2 separate regions of the Mus musculus genome follow, and region 1 is linked to region 2. The links are chromatin contacts, called in public promoter capture Hi-C maps. All regions are on one chromosome and are shown on one strand. The core of a region is the stretch at or near the end of the contact, and the rest is flanking DNA. Distances in the headings are between cores, read along the strand shown. Region 1 holds the start of Ntpcr (nucleoside-triphosphatase, cancer-related). Region 2 holds the start of Pgbd5 (piggyBac transposable element derived 5).

The links. Promoter capture Hi-C pulls out the DNA fragments that hold promoters and counts their contacts.
Region 1: a promoter capture Hi-C map of embryonic stem cells shows a contact between it and region 2, with 2.8 times the contacts expected there. The contact joins the promoter of Ntpcr here to the promoter of Pgbd5 in region 2. A contact is called at or near these places in 2 of 39 promoter capture datasets (embryonic stem cells and liver).

The regions. Positions count from the first base shown.
Region 1 is chr8:125,732,745-125,737,416 of GRCm38.p6, forward strand. It overlaps Ntpcr (nucleoside-triphosphatase, cancer-related), which reads left to right and starts at 1,459. Exons shown (of 5, transcript NM_025636.5): 1 at 1,459-1,605; 2 at 3,324-3,486; 3 at 4,579-4,672. The coding sequence starts at 1,572.
Region 2 is chr8:124,431,373-124,436,528 of GRCm38.p6, forward strand. Pgbd5 (piggyBac transposable element derived 5) reads right to left here and starts at 2,564. Exons shown (of 7, transcript NM_171824.2): 1 at 2,427-2,564.

The DNA of each region.
Region 1 (4,672 bases), core at 209-2,708, 1.3 Mb after region 2:
GGTTCTCCCATGGGTTTGCTTTGCTTACATCAGCCATTCTCTGAGTCCATGCAGGTGCAAGATGCGGAAGGCAAGTTACCCATTGGGATAAGAAGTAATAATACTCCATTAGAGTAACACAGGGCTATAAACAACACTGAGATGACAGTGGCAGGTGTGGCTTGCCAATCTTTTTAGGTGATTTAAACAGCAGGAAACTGAGCTGTTAAACTGGCATATATTGCCTGCTGAAAGGAGTCCAAAAATGTGTGTGTGTGTGTGTGTGTGTGTGTGTGTGTGTGTGTGTGTGAATGTGTGTATGTATATTACATTCGCAAACCAATTAAAGGTAAGGATTCCTGGAAATGGCTTTCTCATCCAGAATGGAGGGTGACTGAGCACAAGCCCAACTGCACGCATGCTCGACTAGAAGGGTCTACAGGTACATCGCGGGCAAAAGCCACTGCCACTTCATTTGCTGGTGGAATGAGTCTCGAGGCTAACTGAGGTAAGGATCCACTTTCTCTGGGTAAGGCAGTTGTGGGTTGATAGACAAGTGTGGAGGTATGGAGCAGAGATGAGGGATTCGGTGCATGGCTGGGGATAGGAAGTCCGCCTGCATCAGAGGTCTGCAACGTGGGCAAGCTTGAAAACCTCCTGCAAACAGGTTCAAGTTCTCCGGACCAATGCCAGTTACTCCAGTCTAAAGGAGGCCATCGCTTTGGGCCAAGCTGCTGTGTGAGCCCCTAGCAGTCCAGATCGGGCCAAAATGGAATCAAGGCACTATCACTAAGATGACCATCAAACTGGCTTTGAAAAAACTGTTTTGGGCTAGTTTCCCCCGAGCATGGGCGTCCCAGTCAGCTGAATGAAGTCAGTGAGGAAGTTCTTTTTCAGCAATGGAAGGGGAGAACTCTGCGGAGAGAAGCCTCGCTTTTGCTCTTGTTTCTGCTTTCCACAACTCTTTCTGCCGTTTCTGCCGCTCAGGTCAGGTCACTGGAAGCTCCTTCTACTTCCAGGTTGCAATAAAAAAGCTTAATCAGATCTTTAGACTCTTACTACCTTGTCTCAGATATTCATCTCGGGAGGTGGAGGCCAGGATAAATTGAGGTTAGCTGTTCTCCAGCTGACTGCTCCGCAGCCAAGTGAACATTGTACACGGAGTTCAAATCCCACCAACGGCTGCTCCTTCAAGGAGGGTTTCTATTGCTACATAGGAGCTCACTTGCAGCCTGAGGTGAGGGTCTCAGGGACAGAACTCAGATACTTAAGTAGCAACGGCCAAGTATCTGGAATTTCCACGAATGCATCCGTGCAGACACCTCACGTGAGTCTGGCACATAGGACTGTTCCCAGACCTTACAGCCAGCCACTGCCACATAGCACCAGGAGTAGGGAAGAATGCGCGTGCGCCTTGTGTGTCGGGAAGGGGGGGGGGGGAGCGTTGGAAACGCATGCGCGACCACGGGGCGGGGCGGTGCTTTCCCTGCCGACAGGGGCGTGGCCTTCAGCGTAAGGGGTGGAGCCTGGCCGCCCATTCTGACCCCCGACCGCCCCGCTCTGGACCACCCCGCACCCAGACCCCCACGCACATGTCGCGGCACGTGTTCCTCACCGGGCCTCCAGGTGACCCAGAGCCTGCGGGACTTGGCGGGGAGGTAGAGCGCCTGGACCTCTGTCCGGTCTCCGGCCTGGCTTGGTGTATCGCAACCCGGCGAGAGGGAAGGCCAGGAGGACTGGGGAGCACCGGTTACATGTCCCCAAGGACCGGTTGTCACCCGGGTCTCGCGCCACTGAGGCCCAGGTGTACTCTGTAGACTTTAGAGTCAGTTGAACAGGCAGAGGCTTTGGGGAGGAGCAGGGGGCCGCAGTTGGAGGCGCGCCGGCCTTGCACAGCATGCCCTGCATTTGAAATCAGGGTGCAGTTGGGTCCCCAGCTTCCTGCTGTAGGGTTCACCCGGAGCCATCATCAATACCTATGTTCATAAGAGGTTTAGTGAACACCGGACTCACAGGCTTTCCCCTCCTCCCCGAGGAGAACCTGGGAGTACTGTCAGTCCCGGATTTGCACCTCTACACCCCTGCCTCCTGTCTCAAGAGTTAGTAATGCTTCGCCCCTTGCGCTACAGGCCCCACTCCAGTGTGTCTCACTAACATCCCAAAGGGTTTGGCTTTCTAAGCCCCTCTCCAGCAAGTTAGCGAGACTTTTAAAAAGAAAGCACCCTTTGTCAGCACCACTGCCTCTCAGCCTCTTCCTAAATATTGACCAGCATCTGTAAGTCATCTCAGAGGGGGCTTTGCTCAGCTGGTTTTTTTTTTTTTTGGTTTGGTTTTTGAGACAGGGTTTCTCTGTGTAGCCCTGGCTGTCTTGGAACTCACTCTGTAGACCAGGCTGGCCCCAACTCAGAAATCCACCTGCCTCTGCCTACCAAGTGCTGGGATTAAAGGCATGGGCCACCACTGTCTGGCTTGCTCAGCTGTTTTTAACATAACAATCCCTGTGAGGAGATAGCCTCTGGGTCAAGAGCTCTTGGGCTGCTGTGTGTTGTCTGTTTGGAAATACGGATATATGGAGTTTGAAAGTTGCATTTATTTACGTATGTGAGTGTGTGCGCAGGTGTGGAGGTCAGAGGACAACTTTGAGGAGTTGGTTCTTGTTGCCCCATTGAGCCGTCTTGCTGGCCCATAAATATACTCCCCTCCCCTTATAATAAAAGTGCTGCCTGCTTGGTATGAGAGCTAAAGTGAAATGTTAAAGTGACAGGCTTTTTGTTGGTGGTGGGGTGTGTGTATGTGTGCAGTGTTTGGGATGTAAATAATAAAAGACAAAAAGCGGGGGTAGCCCCAGGGAACTCCACCCTCAGGAGCTAAGTGTGGGACCTTTGTTCCTTATTGTTCTAGGCCACAAACATCTGCTGTTGGCACATACATACTTTTGCTTAAAATCCATAAGGATTATGCTGCAACCCTCTGGCCCACCACCACTGACCCACCTTCACAGCCAGGCTTCATGCCCTATAAAGGCTTAACGACCTCCCCACACAGTACCATCTGCCTGATCAGACACAAGAGTGGCTGGAGGGATGCTTTAGATTTAAACCAGAACAGAGGGTAAATCTAGGAGTGAAGGAGGTCCCAGATATGTCCTGGGACTGCATTAGAAGTAAGTAAACTTCATGCCGCCGCCTGCCTCTGCTGGGGTGGAAAATCCCTCACACCTGGAGCAATCTGGCAGGCAGTGACATTTGCAGCCCGTCCTGTTTGCAGCTATTGCTTTTTTGCAGGCCAGATGGGCTTGACAAGGTAAAACTTCTTGACCCCTCTTCTTCCTTTGTCTCTTTCAGGGGTTGGCAAAACAACCTTGATCCAGAAAGCCATCGAGGTCCTGCAGTCCTCCGGGCTGCCCGTGGATGGATTTTACACACAAGAAGTCAGGCAGGAAGGGAAGAGGATAGGATTCGATGTCGTCACCCTGTCTGGTGCCCAGGGGCCTCTGTCCAGAGTTGGGTACTGGTGTTTTGTTTCTGCAGGGGTGGGGGTGGGGTGTCTCTAGCCTGGCCTCTGTACTTCTTGGGAACATTTCTTCTCTGTATGAGTGCATGTGGTCCATGGGTCTGTGCAGAGGCCAAACGGGGACATCTGATGTCCTGCTCTGTGGCTCTCTTCCCTGAGACAAGGAGTCTCCCAGTACCTGGAGTTCCATGGTGGCCAGCCCTGGAAGTGTCATGGGCAAGCCTCAATCACTAAGCTATACCCCCAGCTCTCTGTTTAATTTTAACCTTAGTTTTGATACAAGGTCTTGCTATGTATGGAACTCACAGAGATCCACCCGCCTTTGCTTCCTAGTACTAAGATGTGTGCACCACCATGCCCAGCAACCCCTTGCTTACTTTTTATTTTGAGAAAGTCTAAGTTGCCCAATGGCCCCTAAGCTTTTTGTTCTCTTGCCTTCACTTGCTTCAGCCTCCTGACTAGTTAGAACGATGACAGGAGACCTGCCACATTGGGCTCAGCTCTTGTGCTGTGGTGTGTGCACTCACTGGAGAGACCTCACTGTTAATACTGCATCTTAGCGAGGGTTTTACTGCTGTGAACAGACACCATGACCAAGACAACTCTTATGAGGACAACATCTAATTGGGGCTGGTTTATACATTCAGAGGTTCAGTCCATTATCATCAAGGTAGGAACATGGCAGCATCCAGGCAGGCATGGTGCAGGAGGAGCTGAGAGTTCTACCTCTTCATCTGATGGCTGCTAGCAGAATATTGGCTTCCAGGCAGCTAGGGTGAGGGTATAAAAGCCCACTCCCACAGTGACACACCTACACCAACAAGGCCACACCTCCAAATAGTGTCACTCCCTGGGCCAAACATATACAAACCATCACACACTGCAAGACTGAATTTGGCCAGAGTGGTGCTGACATTCAGAGAGGGCCTGGTTTCAGGAGAGAAACCACAGTGAGTCCAACCTTGTACACTCTCTCCTTTTATATGGGGATTGTTAAGGGTGTGTGCAGAGAGCAAGTGGGTCAGCAGAACAGACCAACCCCAGAAATCGGTGGGGAATCCTCCAGCAAACAGTGTCTTCTTTCAGGTCACAGCCTCTACCTGGAAAGCCCGAGTGTCGAGTGGGGCAGTATGTGGTGAACTTGGATTCTTTTGAGCAGTTGGCACTTCCTGTCCTAAGA
Region 2 (5,156 bases), core at 1,314-3,813:
ATCATGCACCTCTTTCCTGCCCAAAGACTCAGCAAAGGTCTCCAGGTCTTCAAGGGAATCAAGCTGCATTCTCCCCAAAGAAAAGAAACTCTCCACCAGCAGCGAGGGAGCAGCTCCATATGCCCATCTGCACACTCACACTCATGCACAGATACAATTGCTTACAGTGGGGCAAGTCAGTATGTCCCATAGCAACCAGGAGTCCTATGCAGTCCTCATTAGACTGCTGCAGCCGTAGCAATCGCAAATGTTCTATTATGAAACAATGTAACGTTGTAACAGATCAAAACACCACTCTTCCTCTCCCCCCACCCTGCCCGCCCAGTTACATCTGTTAAGCAACTGGGCCACACAGAAGGGAGAGAGATTCAGGCAGCGTTTGTGGAGATGTAAAGCAGCAATTGCTGGAGCGCCCCGGATGCTGTAGCTTAGCACGCTGAACCTCTTGGTTGAGCGCTGCAGCAACCGACTTCCTAATAAACACATCCATCTCTCTCCACGCTCCTGGGCTCAAGGATCTTTTCTGACCAACCTGGAAATCAGGAATCTATTTTAAGCTCTGATAAATCACTTTCCTTGGGCTCAACAAGCCATCAACTCTGTCCCTCTCCCCTTTCCCCGTGTTTCCCTTGGGTAGCGGGTACCACAGAGGAAATTCTAAAGTAGATCTAAATTTAAACGAGAGGATCGCTCCTAAAGCAGAAAAGCAACACTGGCCACAAATACCAGCAAATAGCCGCTAATGCCTTTGCCTAAGGAACCTCTGAGTGACTCTCAGGAACAGGCTCAAACTCAGTGGCACTATCAGAAAGGAGGATATGACCCTAATGCCAGTGGCAGGCAATCCTGGACTTCAGGCTGGGAGTGGACAGAGTGAACAGTGGACAGAGGGCTTTGCTTCTGAACATCTTGACTTATACATTACTAAGAAAGAAAGTTCTGGTTAAATCGCTTTTGTGTGTTTACCCTTCTCAATACCAGACCCTTCATCTAAACTAAGCCCAGCACGACATCCCTATTTTGCCCTGTGACCTCAGCTTTGCCGAATTCTCCTCTGTAGACATCTACAGTAGGCATCTTAAGTGCTGCAAGATCAACACAGGATCACAAAGGCTCACAGCACGAAGACTGACAAACCAGGGCACCAGGCTGGTACAATCCCAACATCCAATATGGAAAGCAGCTGTCCAGGGCAGGAGGCCTTTAAGGCACACTGGGAAATGAAGGGTGGCATATAGGAGGACAATTTAGAGTACCATAAACCACAGCCAAATGGTTGGGTTTTAAAATGTACCCACTTAGAACCTTGCATGGTGATGGTAACCCTCCAATCCAGATGCAACTTTGCCCATCCACACCGCAGCCTGGCAAGGTTGCAGAACACTCCCTCCAGGGCTGGGCCAACCTTTCCCATTGCCAGCTCCCTGCAGCTACGTTTCCATACCCAGGCCCTGGAGCCTACCTCCTGTGCACCTGCAATCTTGAGGAACAATAGCTATAGTGTCATGTACACTGCCCAAAGTGTGTGTGTGTGTGTGTGAGTGACACACACACACACACACACAGAGAGAGAGAGAGAGAGAGAGAGAGAGAGAGAGAGAGAGAGAGACTATGCAAAGGGGCACTCCTTGGTGCCCATTCACACTGGTTGTGTGCACTTCACAGAATATATGGTGTAACATCTGGCTGCTAGGAAGCCATGGAGCCTGAACAGCAGCACTGAGGATCATATGGGAAAGCAGTTTCCACATCTCAGAAAGCAGAAGCTGACCAAGCTGCTGCAAAGCAGCACTATTTTAGACTCTGCAGAAGCCAACAGCTGAGGGCTCAGAGTAGCAGGGTGGCTGTGCTCAACTCCAGTCGCCTCCGGATAATCTGAGTCTGGTCTACACACCTTGAAAGTAACTCGGACTAACACTCCCTAACGCAGTGGAATCACCCTTGGCTCCTTCCGGTGCTCAGCTAGAGATCGACTGGCACCACAGGAAGTTTCTCGGGAAAACAGAGAGCAGTGAAGATGCTGATATGCTCTGGCTCTGGGCTCTCTATGTGCTTCAGCTGCGACTGGCCTGACCCCTGACACCTAGATCCTGCGTACTGCAAAGGACTCAGCCTCAGCCGTGCCAGGCGTTTGGATCCCCTCCACCAAAAGAGCCATACTTTACTGACCCCACAGGTGTGACACTGCCAGACGACCGAAAGCCTCTGGCAAAGTGCTGCTGGCTTGGTCTCCACCCACGAGAAACCTGGGACCACCATCCTGTGCAGTAGGACCCTCTCTGTTTAATCCCTGCTCCCCAAACCAGCTGTTTCCAGAAACACACAGGTGCAGGTCGGGTGTGTCTGGAACCAGTCTGGCCCGTGCTCCAGCCTTCAGACCGCGCCCTGTGTGTCCCTGCACCCCAGTGTCCCCGGTCGATCCTCACCACCGGTGTCCTCGAAGCGCGGGGACGGGCGATCCCTCAGCACGGCGCTCCAGCCCCCACCGGTCTCGTCCTCCTCGAGTTCCAAGGGATCCGCGGCGTAGGATGGCGGGGCGGTCCCCGGAGGCGCGGGGCGCTCACGCTCATCGTCCGAGGAGGCGGCCGAGGAGGAGCGTGAGGCTGCGGAGGTGCTGTAAAAGGGGTTCCCGCCGCTGTCCGGGCCCGACTCGCCGAACACGTCGTCCGAGATGTGCAGGCTCTCGTAGCGTGCACGGGCTGCCTCCAGCAGCGCCGGAGCCCTCCTCCGTGAGCCCCCACCGCCCTCGGCCATAGCCCCGGCCGCCGCCCGCGCGCCCACACCCCACAGCGCCTCCCAGCCGCACACGCCGGGCCCGGGACCCCCGCCGCGGCCCGTGGCTCCCCACCAGCGCAGCCCGCAGCACAGCGCGCGCCGCCCCGCGCCCGGCCGGCCCGCCGTCTTGGCCGCTCGGGCCGCGCGCCCGGGATGCGCCTTGGAGCTCGGGCGCCGCTGGCTGCGGCCGCGGCGGGAAGAGACTCAGCCGCTGCCCAGAGCCGCCGCCGCCCCCACCCGCTGCGTCTCCGCCGCGCCCGGCCCCGTCGCGTCCCCGCGCACCCTCCCCGCGGCAACCGCGTTGCGCCGCCGACCTTCCCGGGCGCGAGCCGTGGACCGGGCCCGCCTCCAGCACCTTCAGCTGCTGGCCAATAGAGAGCGCCGGCCTCGCGGGGGCGGGGATAGCAGGTCGCCCTGCCTCCTCGGGGCGTGACGCTAGGGCAGTCAGTCGCGAGGAGCCCCGCCCATAAGCTCATAGCCGCTCGCCGGCGTGGGGAGGGAGGCGGGTCCCGGTGCTCCGTGCTCTTTGGCCCGCCCCTTGCGCAGCCGCGCCCGGCTCCGAGGAGCTGTCCGCCCAGCGGTTCTGAAATTCACTCTGCGGACACGCTCCAGGTGGGCGGCCAGCCGAGGCTGCGCCCAGCACTCCTGTGAATTTCAGGTTGCCCTTCTAGCTTCCCCGAACCTTGCTCTTTTGGGAACCTGGGTCAGACACTAAAACAGTCTCTCCTCCAACAACTGTCATGTAAGGACCGCAACACTGGAATGAGGTGGCTCGTCATTTCTCACAGTCCTTTGATGCTCACATCTTCTGAACTCAAAATTGCTTCCATGAGAACTATCACCACCTGCGCCCTGGTATCACTTGCACAGGCCTAAGACAACGCACATCTGGAAGAGGATTATATGATCAGGAAACAAACAGCTGGTCGCCAGGGTTTCAGAGATCTAACAATGGAGCAGAGTCTGTCTCCTCTCTTCTGGGGGCAAAGCATGAGGCCGGCTGGCCGACCTCCCCTCATCAGAATGTCTTCTCTCCTCCTCCTCCTCTCAAACATAATGCAATAAGTCACATTAATGGTAACTGGGTCATAAAGTCACTTTCACTCCGACATAAAATAAATCCAAGTAGATGTGAAGGGCTTGAGACCCCTATTGGGTGTAGTAAATGATAATTACACAAACGGAAGACAATGGGTTTCTATTTCTAAGAAAAAGGGTGCTGGGACCCATCTGCCCTGGCTGAGATTTTCACTCACGTCTGCCTGTGCCCAGACCCTGTGACCTGCAAACCAGGTCTCTGCACAGGCTTGAATCCATGACAATCACAAGCAGCCAGGCTGGAAAGAGAAAGCGACTTACTGATCTTCCTCCTCTGTGTGTATTTAGCTGATAAGCAAGAAAGTATTTGCAGAGCACTGCCACTCTCTTGAAAAAGCATGCCAAAGAAGTGTGTGTGTGTGTGTGTGTGTGTGTGTGTGTGTGTGGTGGGGGGGGTGGGGGTTCTAGCATTCCTGTGTACAGCAAATTGACAAAGGCTGTGAAGTGGGTACCTATAAATAGACTTGACCAGAAAAAGGATGAAAAAAAAGCAGCTAATGTGGGTGTGGTTCTGGCCAATTTGCCATCGCGGGAGCACGGGACAGAACAGTAACAGTTAAAGCAGGGACAGCCATTCGTTGACCCCGATATGGTGCTCAGACCAAGGAAATACAGGGCCTCTGTGCTTTCTGGGCTCCTCTTCCAGTAGCTCACATGGCAGCAACAGAAGGAAGAGGTCTGGGGATTTAGTTCAGCTAGCAAACTGTTGCTAAGCATTCAAGAACCCCCTCGGCTTGATCTCCGGGAATGCACAAGCCAGCTGTGGTGGTACAAGCTTGTGATCCGGAGCAGTTGGGAGATGGAGGCAACAGAGTCAGAAGTTCAAGGTCACCCTCGGCAGAGTGAGATAGCAAGTTGGAAGCCAGCCTGGGTATAGCAGACACTATCTCCAAAAGGAAACAATAAAGAGGAGGAAGTGGAGAAAGGGAAGGAAGAGACTGGGAGCAGAAGTTTATCAAATAGAAAGTAGACAAAGGAACGTGCCTGGGTGGTGGGGCTGGGGAGATGGTTCAGTGATTAAGAGTACAGGCTATTCTTGCAGAGAACTAGGTTTAGTGCCCAGCACACATATGGCAGCTCAGAACTGTCTCTAACTCCGGGTATAGGGAATCCAATGTCCGCTTCTAGCCTCTGAGTGTAGCAGGCATGCACACAGTGCACATACATACACGCATGCAAACAAAAGACTCATACTAACATAAAAGTATACACATCTTTTCTTAAAATAAACACTGTTGTCATTTTTAATTTTGTCTGAGCCTTCTTTTTATCTTTAATTTTAT